2 separate regions of the Mus musculus genome follow, and region 2 is linked to region 1. Evidence: chromatin contacts called from public HiChIP or PLAC-seq data. All regions are on one chromosome and are shown on one strand. The core of a region is the stretch at or near the end of the contact, and the rest is flanking DNA. Distances in the headings are between cores, read along the strand shown.

Region 1 (5,556 bases), core at 1,696-4,195:
TGTTTGTGCTAATAATGTCTGTCATCTGTCACATAGCCACTGTCCAGCTGTTGTGGAGTCATGGGGTAGCACAGAATTCTGTAGGGTCACTTTCATGATTTGTTTTCCTGAGGCCTCAAAATCTGAAGCTTGAAAAGAAGGGCACCAAGAAAATGTCTTTATGCTAGAGTCTGAAAGACAATAGTCAAAATAGTCAAACTACAGAAATGGACTGAGGACTTTATAATCATAGAAGATGGAGGGGGGAGGAGGAGAAAGAGGAGGGGGGAGGAGGAGAAGAAGAAGAAGAAGAAGAAGAAGAAGAAGAAGAAGAAGAAGAAGAAGGAGGAGGAGGAGGAGGAGGAGGAGGAGGAGGAGGAGGAGGAAGAGGAGGAGGAGGAGGAGGAAGAGGAGGAGGAAGAGGAGGAGGAGGAGGAGAAGGAGGAGGAGGAGGAGAAGGAGGAGAAGGGTGGAGAAGAGTGGAGGAGGAGGAGGAGGAGGAGGAGGAGGAGGAGAAGGAGAAGAAGAAGAAGAAGAAGAAGAAGAAGAAGAAGAAGAAGAAGAAGAAGAAGAAGAAGAAGAAGATGATGATGATGATGATGATGATGATTATGGCTGGAATCTACTACCGTATCCTCTCCTCTCCCCAAAGAACTAAATATATTTGGCTAATCCTGTTGGGCTACATATCTCTCCACAAAGCAGGCAACAGCCTGTTCCATGCAGCTCAAGGATTACAGATTTTAAAAGGAAAGAGAGGAAAGAGGTGAAGATTGATGTGAGAACATGGGAACTGAGCAGAGGTAGCATTCGGGAGGTAAAGAGAAGGCCCAGAGGCTTCATGATAAAAGTGCAGAATTGCAAGAGACCCCGCAGTTTTTGCTAGAGAGGAAGAATCAAGTCTATGGAGGTGCACTGTGTGCACAGGGTTTAGTACAAAATCAGGAGGCAGTACAAGAGAGCATCTTTGAGACATAAGGCTGAGTCAGTGAGCCTGTGTTGTGTTAGTCCTCTGGTGAGTTTCCAGCCCCTCCCCCACGAAAAAAAAAAAAAAGGACATGGCCCAAGATTTATAAAGAATATACCCAAAGCATTCTGTGCGCTTCTCAAGGCAGAAGGTAATTGTTACGAGCAAATCTACACAAACTCTTGTGCCAAGATCAACAAGTTAAAAATAAAATAGAAATAGGAAAAGAAAAAAGGGATACTCATCAGAAACCAGAATGGTCCTCCCCACTCCAGTACATCCAGAGGGAAGAGGAATGGACGAGCCGCAGGCATTCTCCTGTGGAGCTGGAGCCAGCAAGGCTGTCCTGAAAAATGCTTCCACCCCACACTGAGGAACCCCTGGAAACCGGTCAAGCCAATATTAGGTGGAAGTAGATGTTAACTCTGTAAAATTAAGTCCTCTAGGACTTGGAGATCTAGGCTCACTCCATATATCTCAGAATCACCTCCATGAGGTCTCGTCATATTGTTAGCCAGCCCCTGCCCCATCACTTCAGAGATCTTGATACAACTTTGCTACATCAGCCAAATGTTTTCCCTAGAGAGTAGAAGAAATGACAACAGGGAAGGTGAGCAAGACCTAACAGAATTAATGGTTCCTCTGGTACACAGAGATGAGTCTGATGTTCCAAACCAAACATCCCTGCTCCTGTGACCTTCTGTCATCTGTGTTCCTGTCGCTTGCTCTCCTGGCTAAGGTCCGGGAGATATCTATGGTCAGAATGAAGTTATGATAACCGGAACCAGTGTCATTCAAACTGACACCATATGGCAACAGTGCCGCTAAAGCTGGGTCCTCATGCACATAGACTGAAGTGTAACACTCTTGGACATATGGAAAGGGACTCCTGATGCTACCTGTCACCTTGTCCCCAAAGCCAACTGAAAACATTATGTTGCTCCTAATGCAAACACACAGTGGGCAGGGGATGGTAATCAAGCCCCAGCAGCTGTAGTCTCTCTCCAGAACCACCCTCTGTTCTCCCCCCCGACCCCCCCCCCGAAATTCTGATTCTGACTGGGATGAGATATAACTTCCTCAGAGCCTTTCCATCATCTGTAGTTCTCAGTATGGATGGCTCTTCACTCTCTGAAGGGAATCTGTATTCCAAAGACACTCATCATCCCCAACGCAGGAGGCTTTACAAGACTCCGTGGAAGTCTGGCTAAGAGGCACCGAGGAAGCAACATTACATGCTGGTTAACAGACTGAGGATCCCACTTAAGCAGGTCCCCCCAACTACATACAGTATGATGGCCTAATCCCTGGGCCTCCACAGCCCAGCCTACCATTCCCCTACTTCTCAGGAATTCCACTGGCATCTCAGAGTGCAGCCATGAACCAGATTCTTCAAAAAAGGCAAACAGTCTGGAGGAATTAGGAAGATGTAGCTGCATAAGAAATTGGCTCCTGAAGCTGCTCCCTGGCAGTGGTGGTGCACACCTTTAATCCCAGCACTCAGAAGGCAGAAACAGGCGAATCTCTGAGTTCCGGGCCAGCCGGGTCTACAGAGTGAGGGGGAAAAAGGCTCCTTTTATCACTGTAACATCGAACACTGCATGGAAGATTAAACAGGTCTGTTTACTGACATAAACGGGCCTGGCATTATTTAATTGTCTAGATGGGGAAACTGAGGCTCTGAGAAGAGAATGTAAATTATCCCCATTGATATAGTTAGCCAGAAGAGGGGTAGATTAGAATTAAAACCTCCAATTGCTGTCTGATGCTTTATAGTAGCATACTCGCAGTTATAGCCCACCACCACCCCTGCCTCAACTCCCAAGTTAACAGGGGTTCCAAACAGCCCTTGTCCTGTAGCTCTACCCCTGAACCCATGATGGCGCAGTGACATCCTGCAAATAAAGAGGCCCCAAAGAACAGACAACCACACCCTGGGACACTCCAGGCGCTGCTGACTCAGGAGGAGCATTCCCACGGGTGACCACAGCCTGCTCCAGGCTGTTGCCCAGGAGACAAAAGAATCAGCACAGAGCTGCCTGCCCTGCCCAGACTCTCAGGGCAATAGCTTTAGCCCAGAAGCTGGCAAGCGCTCACCACTTGGGTGTGACTCGGCGGGGTGCCCGGGCCGGCAAGCCTGTCCAGGTCTCCATTCCTAGTAACACACTCATGCGTGTGGGAGAAGAGTCATCAGCCCAGCTGCAGCCCAATCTCCGCAGCTGATTGGAACAGGGGATGTCAGAAATCTTCACCAGACCGAGCCTTTTTCTGTGAGGTTACTTGAATGTGAGCTTTAATGCCATTCTTTCGAAGAGTTAAACAGCAGGCTCATAGATGCATCCGTGTTCTAAACAAGCATGTCTTCTCATCCACACTAGGAATAGGTGCCATACTCCTCCACCCTGGGGAGACAGTCCTGTGGTCATTACTGAGCGCAGGTATGTGAAGCAAGATGGAAAGGCTCCAGAGAAGACCAAGCAGCCTCCCTTCAAATCCTACTCTTCTAGTTATTTGTTTACTCACTTATTTATTATGTACTTACTTGTTTGTTTTTGAGGCAGGGGTTTTCTGTGTAGCCATGACTGTCCTAGGAACTCACTCAGTAGAGTAAGCTGGCCTGGAACTCACAGAGATCCACCTGCCTCTGCCTCCTGAGTGCTGGGATCAAAGGCATGCACCACCATGACTTGGCCTGTTCTCCTTTCTAATAGCTGTCTGACCTTAGGTACAGAAGTTGGCATCATCATACCTAAGCTTGCTTGCTTGCTTCCTTCCTTCCTTCCTTCCCTCCCTCCTCTCTTCTCTCTTTATATTTTTTCTCTTATTTTCTTTTTGTTCTCACCCACTACTGTAGTAGAAGCTTATGCACAGAATATGGGAATACCAAGATCAGGGATATAACCTACATCATTTCAGAAAGAGACAATTATTGATCTTCCCTCTTTGTATTGAGAGCACCAGGTGCAATCAGCCAGGTCTGGTTCACCCTGACCCCAGGTGCAGAGCACATGCCTGTGCGAAGCCTGGAGTCTTCCAATAGCTGTTTCAGGCAGAGTTCAGGCAAAGACCCAGCAAAAGGGAGGTTGGCTTGGCCTGCCTGTCCCTTGTAACCTCTCTGCTTTCTCATCTGTGACTGGAGAATGCTAATACTCAACTCACTGAGTTACGATAGTTAATAAGATGGTGTTGTCAAGGTTTGGATAGTATGATGGACCTTCACTGACAACCAAATTGGATTAAGGACACTGGTAAGCCACATTCTCAGAGATGCCTATGAGAGCATCCAGAAGGGATTAATGGAAGGAAAAAAACCTGTCTTTAATGTGCATAGCACTGTCCCATAGGTCTGTGCCCTGGACTAAATAAAAAGAGAAAAAGGAGAAGGCCAGGTAAGTGCTGAGGGATTCTCCTTCTCTGTCTCCTGGTTCATTAGACGAGAGCAGACAGACTTTTGTTCCTGCCTATATACCCTTCCCATCAAAACAGACTGTGCCCTCGAACCATAAGCCAAAAGAAACATTTCTTCCTGAACTCAGTTCTTAGCAGGTATTTTGTTATAGCAACAAGAAAGTAACTAATACTGAAAATTGGTATTGGCCTGTGGGGTACTTGCCAGGATAAACCTGACCCTGTGGTTCTTAAGCTCTTAGAACTGGTTTACAGAAGGAATGTGAAAAAATTTAGAGCCTCAGAATAGCAGAGCCCTAGAATGCCAAAGCAGAGGTTAATGGGCCATTCTGGTGGAGTGTGGGAAGGATACCAGAATCCTGAGAGAAATGCAAGCCTCGCTCAGGAGGATTCTCAGAAGAATAAGGAATCTATTGGGAACTGGACTAGAGACGATTCATTTTACATCTGGTAAATACTACAGATATGGCTGGCCTGTGTCCTGAAAAGATCATGAACTAAGTTGTTTGACAGAGAACAATTCAAGACAGTATGACATTCAGCTACAGCACCGTTACTGTTCATTGTGTTCCATCAGATTTACAGGGAGAATTCAAGGGAGAAAGATGAGAAATGTGAGGTTTGGTGAGGCAAGAAGTGTGAACTTGTGTGTGTGTGTGTGTGTGTGTGTGTGCGCGCGCGCGCATTCATGTTTGTTTATATCCTGGTGTGGAGTCAGAGGGCAACTTGTGAGAATCAGTTCTATACTTCTACCATGGGAATCAAACTCAGGTCCTCAGAGTTGGTGGCAAACCTCTTTAACCACTGAGCCATCTCACTAAAAGGTACAGACAAGGTGGGCTTGAAGAAGAGTATCTGTAAGCCGGGTGGTGATGGCACATGCCTTTAATCCCAGCACTCGGGAGGCAGAGGCAGGCAGATTTCTGAGTTCGAGGCCAGCCTGGTCTACAAAGTGAGTTCCAGGACAGCCAGGGCTACACAGAGAAACCCTTTCTCAAAAAACAACAAAACAAAAAAGAAGAAGAAGAAGAAGAAGAAGAAGAAGAAGAAGAAGAAGAAGAAGAAGAAGAAGAAGAAGAAGAAGAAGAAGAAGAAGAAGCATCTGTACTTAGTACTACTAAAGAGAAGCCAGAGTTGGCAGTGAGAAAACAGGAAAGGCTGGAAAGCTGCCTTGAGGGCAAGACCCCGTGCATGGAAAGTGT
Region 2 (5,166 bases), core at 1,742-4,241, 200 kb after region 1:
GGGTAAACAACCAATGTGCGCATTTTGCATGTGCAGTAAAGTTTTTGCCGAGTCACTGCCTGGTCTGGGGCATGTAAATGAGGTACTGAAAGCGTACTGAAAGCATAACCAATTGGGTGTGGACACGCCTCTCCTAGGCCTATATAAGCAGCGCCAGTTCTGGGACTCGGGATCTTTTCGCCTCTGTAATCAAGCTCTCCCAATAAACGTGTGCAGAAGGATCCTGTTGTGGCTTTCTTGCTGGCGAGTCTGGCACTCACAGAGGGGCAGCTCCAAGGCTGGCTCTTTCATCTTAAAGAATATACCACTCCCTTCACTCAATAGTCCCCACCCTCCCACTTTCCTCAGACTAGAGAACCTTCATCTAGTTTGTGAGTGAGTAAGACTGGATTTTAATCTGTTTTCTTTGACATAAAATATGAACTCAAAAGTCTATATTTGTAACTCTACTTTCTTGACTTCTGAAACTCAAAAGCCAAGATCTAACACAGATATTCTCTGCATTCTGCATTTATTATGTCCCTTACTGGAGGCAGATGTTATAAAATTTAGCCTTATTAGTTTCTAGGGCTAGTGAGTGTCACAAGGCATTTATTGCTGGTGGTATTATATAGAGTGGGGTGTCTCAGAGGAAAATAGTAACCAATCATGATTTAAACCCAGAGATGCAAGAACCTGAAAGATCACCTATAGAGGGGATTAAGACCATGGCTGCCTCATTCTTTGAAGACTCAATAATAAACTTTCAACAGGAAGAGACAAAAGAAGAATTTGGAGTAGGCAGGAGAGAACGAAACAGATATTAAAACATATCCAAAACAAACAGTGTGCTTTGCAAGGATGCAGTCATACTTGCATTACAAGAAACACATTCTAGAAGGACAAAGTCAGCCAGGTCATAAAGAATCTTATAGGAAGTACCTCACTGTTCACTGGAAACCCTCCAAAGGACACACTTCAACAGGGCACCGAGTCTGAGCTGTGCCTTAGAACAATCAACTTGTGATATTGTCTAGGGCACAGAGACTATGGTTCTGGTAGAGGGCACAGAAGAAACCCACCTGAGTTCCTTGTATGTGGCTTCCATCATTACCTGGTTTGTAAGTCTATTTCAGCTGTGGTCACTCCCTGAGCTTAAGACCTGTGTTTCAAGCTCCCCACGGGCATGCCCACCTTCATGTACCAAGAATTTTCTTTTTTGATTTAGTGCAATGCACCTGGAGTGGATCTCAGATCTCAGCATCCCTTCTCCACAAACCCACATCCTGTCTTAGCTCTCTGCCCACTAACTTCTCCTAGATGTACTGTAGGCTCTAGGACTGAAATGCCACTGCCCTGATTTCTCCTGGTCCACTCCTCTCCAACTTCATGGCCCCCCTCCACTCGCTCTATGCTTACCACCTTACATTCTCTTTTTATTCTCCAAGGTACTAGGTAGCATCCACGACTGAGCTACACCCATGGCCCTTTTTATGTTATTTTGAAACAGTCTCCATAAACGTTCCAAGTTGGCCTTAAGCTTTTAACCCTCTAACTCCAGTCTCCTCAGTATCTGAGATTATAGGGGTGGACCACTATGCCCAACTATCAGAAACTCTTGAATCTGCCTTCTCTTCCCTTCTATATGATGTGTCTTTCTTGTTTGTTTGTCTTGCACTACCTGCCATGTGGAAGGAACAGTGTGACACAGTTCCTGCTCCTGGAGCAGAGCTAGCAAGGGGTGGGCCCCCAGTTGTGCTGACAGTTGCTGTGGGTGTAGGGCTTGTTTGTATAATAATGTACATATTTTCATGTTCCTCCTTTGAGGAATGCTCTCTTTGTTAAAGTTAATGACTCCATGATAATTAGAAACAGCATGAGTCTGGGAGGTGAGAATGTGTTCCTCAGCAAAATGGTAAATGCTGTAAACTTTAAGATAGCCTGTAAGGCTGTGGGGAAGAACTCTGAAAACATGAGTTTACGAATGTATAATTTCTCAACTATGCAAAATATAAGAATGTAATATGAACTGTATGAGGGGGCTTCACGGACCTAAAAGAACAAAGGCAGCTGCACTAATGAGCCAGATTATCAGAAAGATACAAAGGCAGATTTCTGAGTTCAAGTTCAGCCTGGGACAGAACTATATGTCCAGGTGTAATGAGAATGGTGATCTCAGAGCCAGATCCCACCCAACTAACTTATTGTTTGTGCTTACAAAGACAGGCAGATCTCTGAGTTCATTTGCGACATTATAAAATATGTACTTGCTATCTCTTTCTAAGAATCTAGGGACTAAGGTTATAAAATGCTGATTTGTGGGATAATCAAAAGGGAACCTGGGTTAATGATTGAATTGATAAGTAAATAAAAGACTAGGCTTTGGTCTGCAAGAGCTCATCTATCTACGTAGCTGTCTGCAGAGCCAGCTCAAGCAGAACATGGAGCTGTCAGTTTGTACTCATGATTGACTTTGAGTTATTCTTTTGCTGCTCCAAACATCTCTTCCTCAGGAACCCTCTCCAAGCTGAGGTTGGTCCTTGGTAACTACACTAACGTTCCTCTTTTAGAGACTCCCCAAAGCCTGTTAATTGGTCTCCCTAAATTCAACTCTCTTTGGTATCTCCATCCTTGCAGCTTAGCCATCATCCCTTTTTAAACATCAAGTCTAATTATGATGTTCTGTCTTCTGGATGCCTCTTTGGTTACCCCACAGCCCACTTGATGGACCTAATCAGCAGGAAGCAGTCTAAAGATAATATTGCTCCCTTTCCCATCCCTGACTTTATTCAGGGATCTCTTTCCTTTCCTCTCTATCCTTTTCTCTCTCTTATCTACTGTTAAGGGGCTGGAAGGATGGGAAAGGGTAGAAGAAAGAAGAACCACAAAGTAGCAAAGACCAGCTACAGGGGGCTGAGCTTCCCACTTGGGAATTGTCTTGACAGCATAGTGGCTCAGATCATGTAGGAGCCACCTGCCTAGAGTATCCTGACACTTCTGACTAAGCAGGTAGTCATACCAGCTCTCTTCACCACTTGCCTGCTGGAAAGTTAGCACCAACTCAGAGATCTCCAATCACCATGGAGACTTGTAAATTTCCCTTAGTCCACAACCAGAAATGGCACCACAGGAAAGAGCTCCTGGAAAAAGGGTTCAGATAGGCTGTTCAGAATCTTTGTTTCCTGGCAAAGTCCCCCTTAAGCACAGGGTGTCCGAGTCTATTCCTATCACTTCATCCACATCTCAACTCTTTGGACAGTATTTGGTGACATCTTTCATGTGCCAGGCCCTGTGTTAAGAAGGCACAAGGCTGAATAAGACCCTATTCTGACATGGAGGTCTCATGATCAGTCTAGGAAAATGACACACAAAGAACACCAGTGGTGGGATGAGTGCCAAAAGAAAACATGCAGACAGTGAATTCACCACTGAAGGAAAGTATGAAAATAAATGGTTTGGCTTCCTCCATAAACCACAGACAATCAGCACTGAGTAGCACTCCATAGATTATCTGCTCTGACCCCTTCATCTGGCATGTGGGAGACAGAGAGGGGAAGAGGCCACATAGTTTTAAGACCTTGATTAATGTGTAACAAATTCCTTCTCTCTTCCTGACCGGTGACGTGTCTATATCTCCCAAATCATCTTTGGAAGTAGACAGAATGGAACTACTACACATATAAGAAATCTACTTGCTTTCCAGCTGAAAATACATAGGACAAAGCTAGTCAGTATTGGTAAATAACAATGATTGTTCCTCTCCAGACCCACTTCCGTTTACCTTGCCTATTTCTTTTTTTTTAAAAAAAGATTTATTTATTTATTTATTTAGTGTATGTGAGTACACTGTAGCTGTACAGATGGTTGTGAGCCTTCATATGGTTGTTAGGAATTAAATTTTTAGGACCTCTGCTCTCTCCCGTTGGCCCACTCACTCAGTCCCTTGCTTGCTCCGACCCAAAGATTTATTTATTATTATACATAAGTACACTGTAGCTGACTTCAGACACACCAGAAGGGGGCGTCAGATCTCATTAGGGGTGGTTGCTGGGATTTGAACTCAGGGCCTTCTGTAAGAACAGTCAGTGCTGTTATCCGCTGAGCCATCTTGCCAGCCCCTGCCTTGTCTATTTCAAAGTTGCTTCTTATCAAATACTTTTACAAAATCATATTTATTTATGTACTTGCATGTGTTTGTGGAGTGGGTGGGGCACACATGTGGAGGTCAGAGGATAACTTGTACAAATCAGGTTCTTCCTTTGCCATGTGGGTCCCAAAGAACAAGTGAGGGTAGTTAAACTTGGTTACGTCACCACTGCACTGTCTAATCAACTCTCCCATGGTCTTTTTAACCACTGTTCCATTCTTCAATGGTCCATTATACTAAGGTTGTTGCTATTCTTGATTCTTTTTTTTTCCCTATAGCTGCACATGATTTGGAATTTGGTTATTTTGCCACCCAGTGTCTCCATTTTGAGGGTCGAGTCTTTGGGTTCACATCTTTAGCAGGAGAGACTAAGTAGGAAGATGGTCCTGAAATGGAGCTGAGCACACGGGTACAACTTCCAGGAACCTAACCCACTAAACCGGGGAAAGGAACTGGCATGCCTGGAACTGTGGAGAGAAACAACCAGGGAGGGCTGGGACTGGATTGTAAATCCATGAAGCCTAGCAGCCAACTCGTGTGTATGCTCAGTGGATCCATCGATGACTTCTCTGATACCCCCCCCCCCCGCCCCCAGAGGACGCTTGGCTTCTGTACAGTCAGCCTCTGCAGGTTATAGGGGCTGGAAGACACGCAGTGTGGGCACAGGAGCGATGCAACCAATTCCTCATATGCAGCAGCTACTACTCCTGTGGGTTTAGACTCAGCCTGCTAGCAACTCAGGGGAGGAAGGAAGTAGCTGGAGACTCCAGTGTAGGAATGAATGGCCTCCCATAGGGTCTGGCTAGAAGGTGAACTGGGCTCATTTTGCTAGAGGGTCATCTGAGCAAGGGCAACAGACTTGATTCTCTTCCCTTGAGCACAGGTGGAACTCTTGGGTGGTGTTTCATTTCAAAGCCATTGAAGTGGAATCTCACCGGGCAGTTTCTGTTGACTTTATACACAATGAGATTTGAATGTTTACCTAGGCTAAAAGACAGGCAGGAAGGGACTGTTTGTGTGATGTTTCAAACTCGAGGCAT

What was found. HiChIP or PLAC-seq counts read pairs in DNA pulled down with a chosen protein or histone mark.
Region 2: a contact with region 1 is called in a FOXA1 HiChIP or PLAC-seq map of pancreatic cancer cells. The contact joins two enhancer-like sites. A contact is called at or near these places in 2 of 115 datasets of contacts at active chromatin or transcription factors (fibro-adipogenic progenitors and pancreatic cancer cells) and 1 of 9 other capture datasets (embryonic stem cells).

The regions. Positions count from the first base shown.
Region 1 is chr16:29,912,531-29,918,086 of GRCm38.p6, forward strand. No RefSeq gene overlaps it. Among named protein-coding and RNA genes, the nearest start is that of Gm52263, 27 kb to the left of the region's middle. Within about 2 kb of position 2,946, at least 97 of the 459 cell types and tissues checked have an H3K27ac peak or open chromatin away from gene starts, as enhancers often do. A contact at or near this core is called in pancreatic cancer cells, where this site is marked.
Region 2 is chr16:30,108,305-30,113,470 of GRCm38.p6, forward strand. No RefSeq gene overlaps it. Among named protein-coding and RNA genes, the nearest start is that of Gm32998, 40 kb to the left of the region's middle. Within about 2 kb of position 2,992, at least 15 of the 459 cell types and tissues checked have an H3K27ac peak or open chromatin away from gene starts, as enhancers often do. A contact at or near this core is called in pancreatic cancer cells, where this site is marked.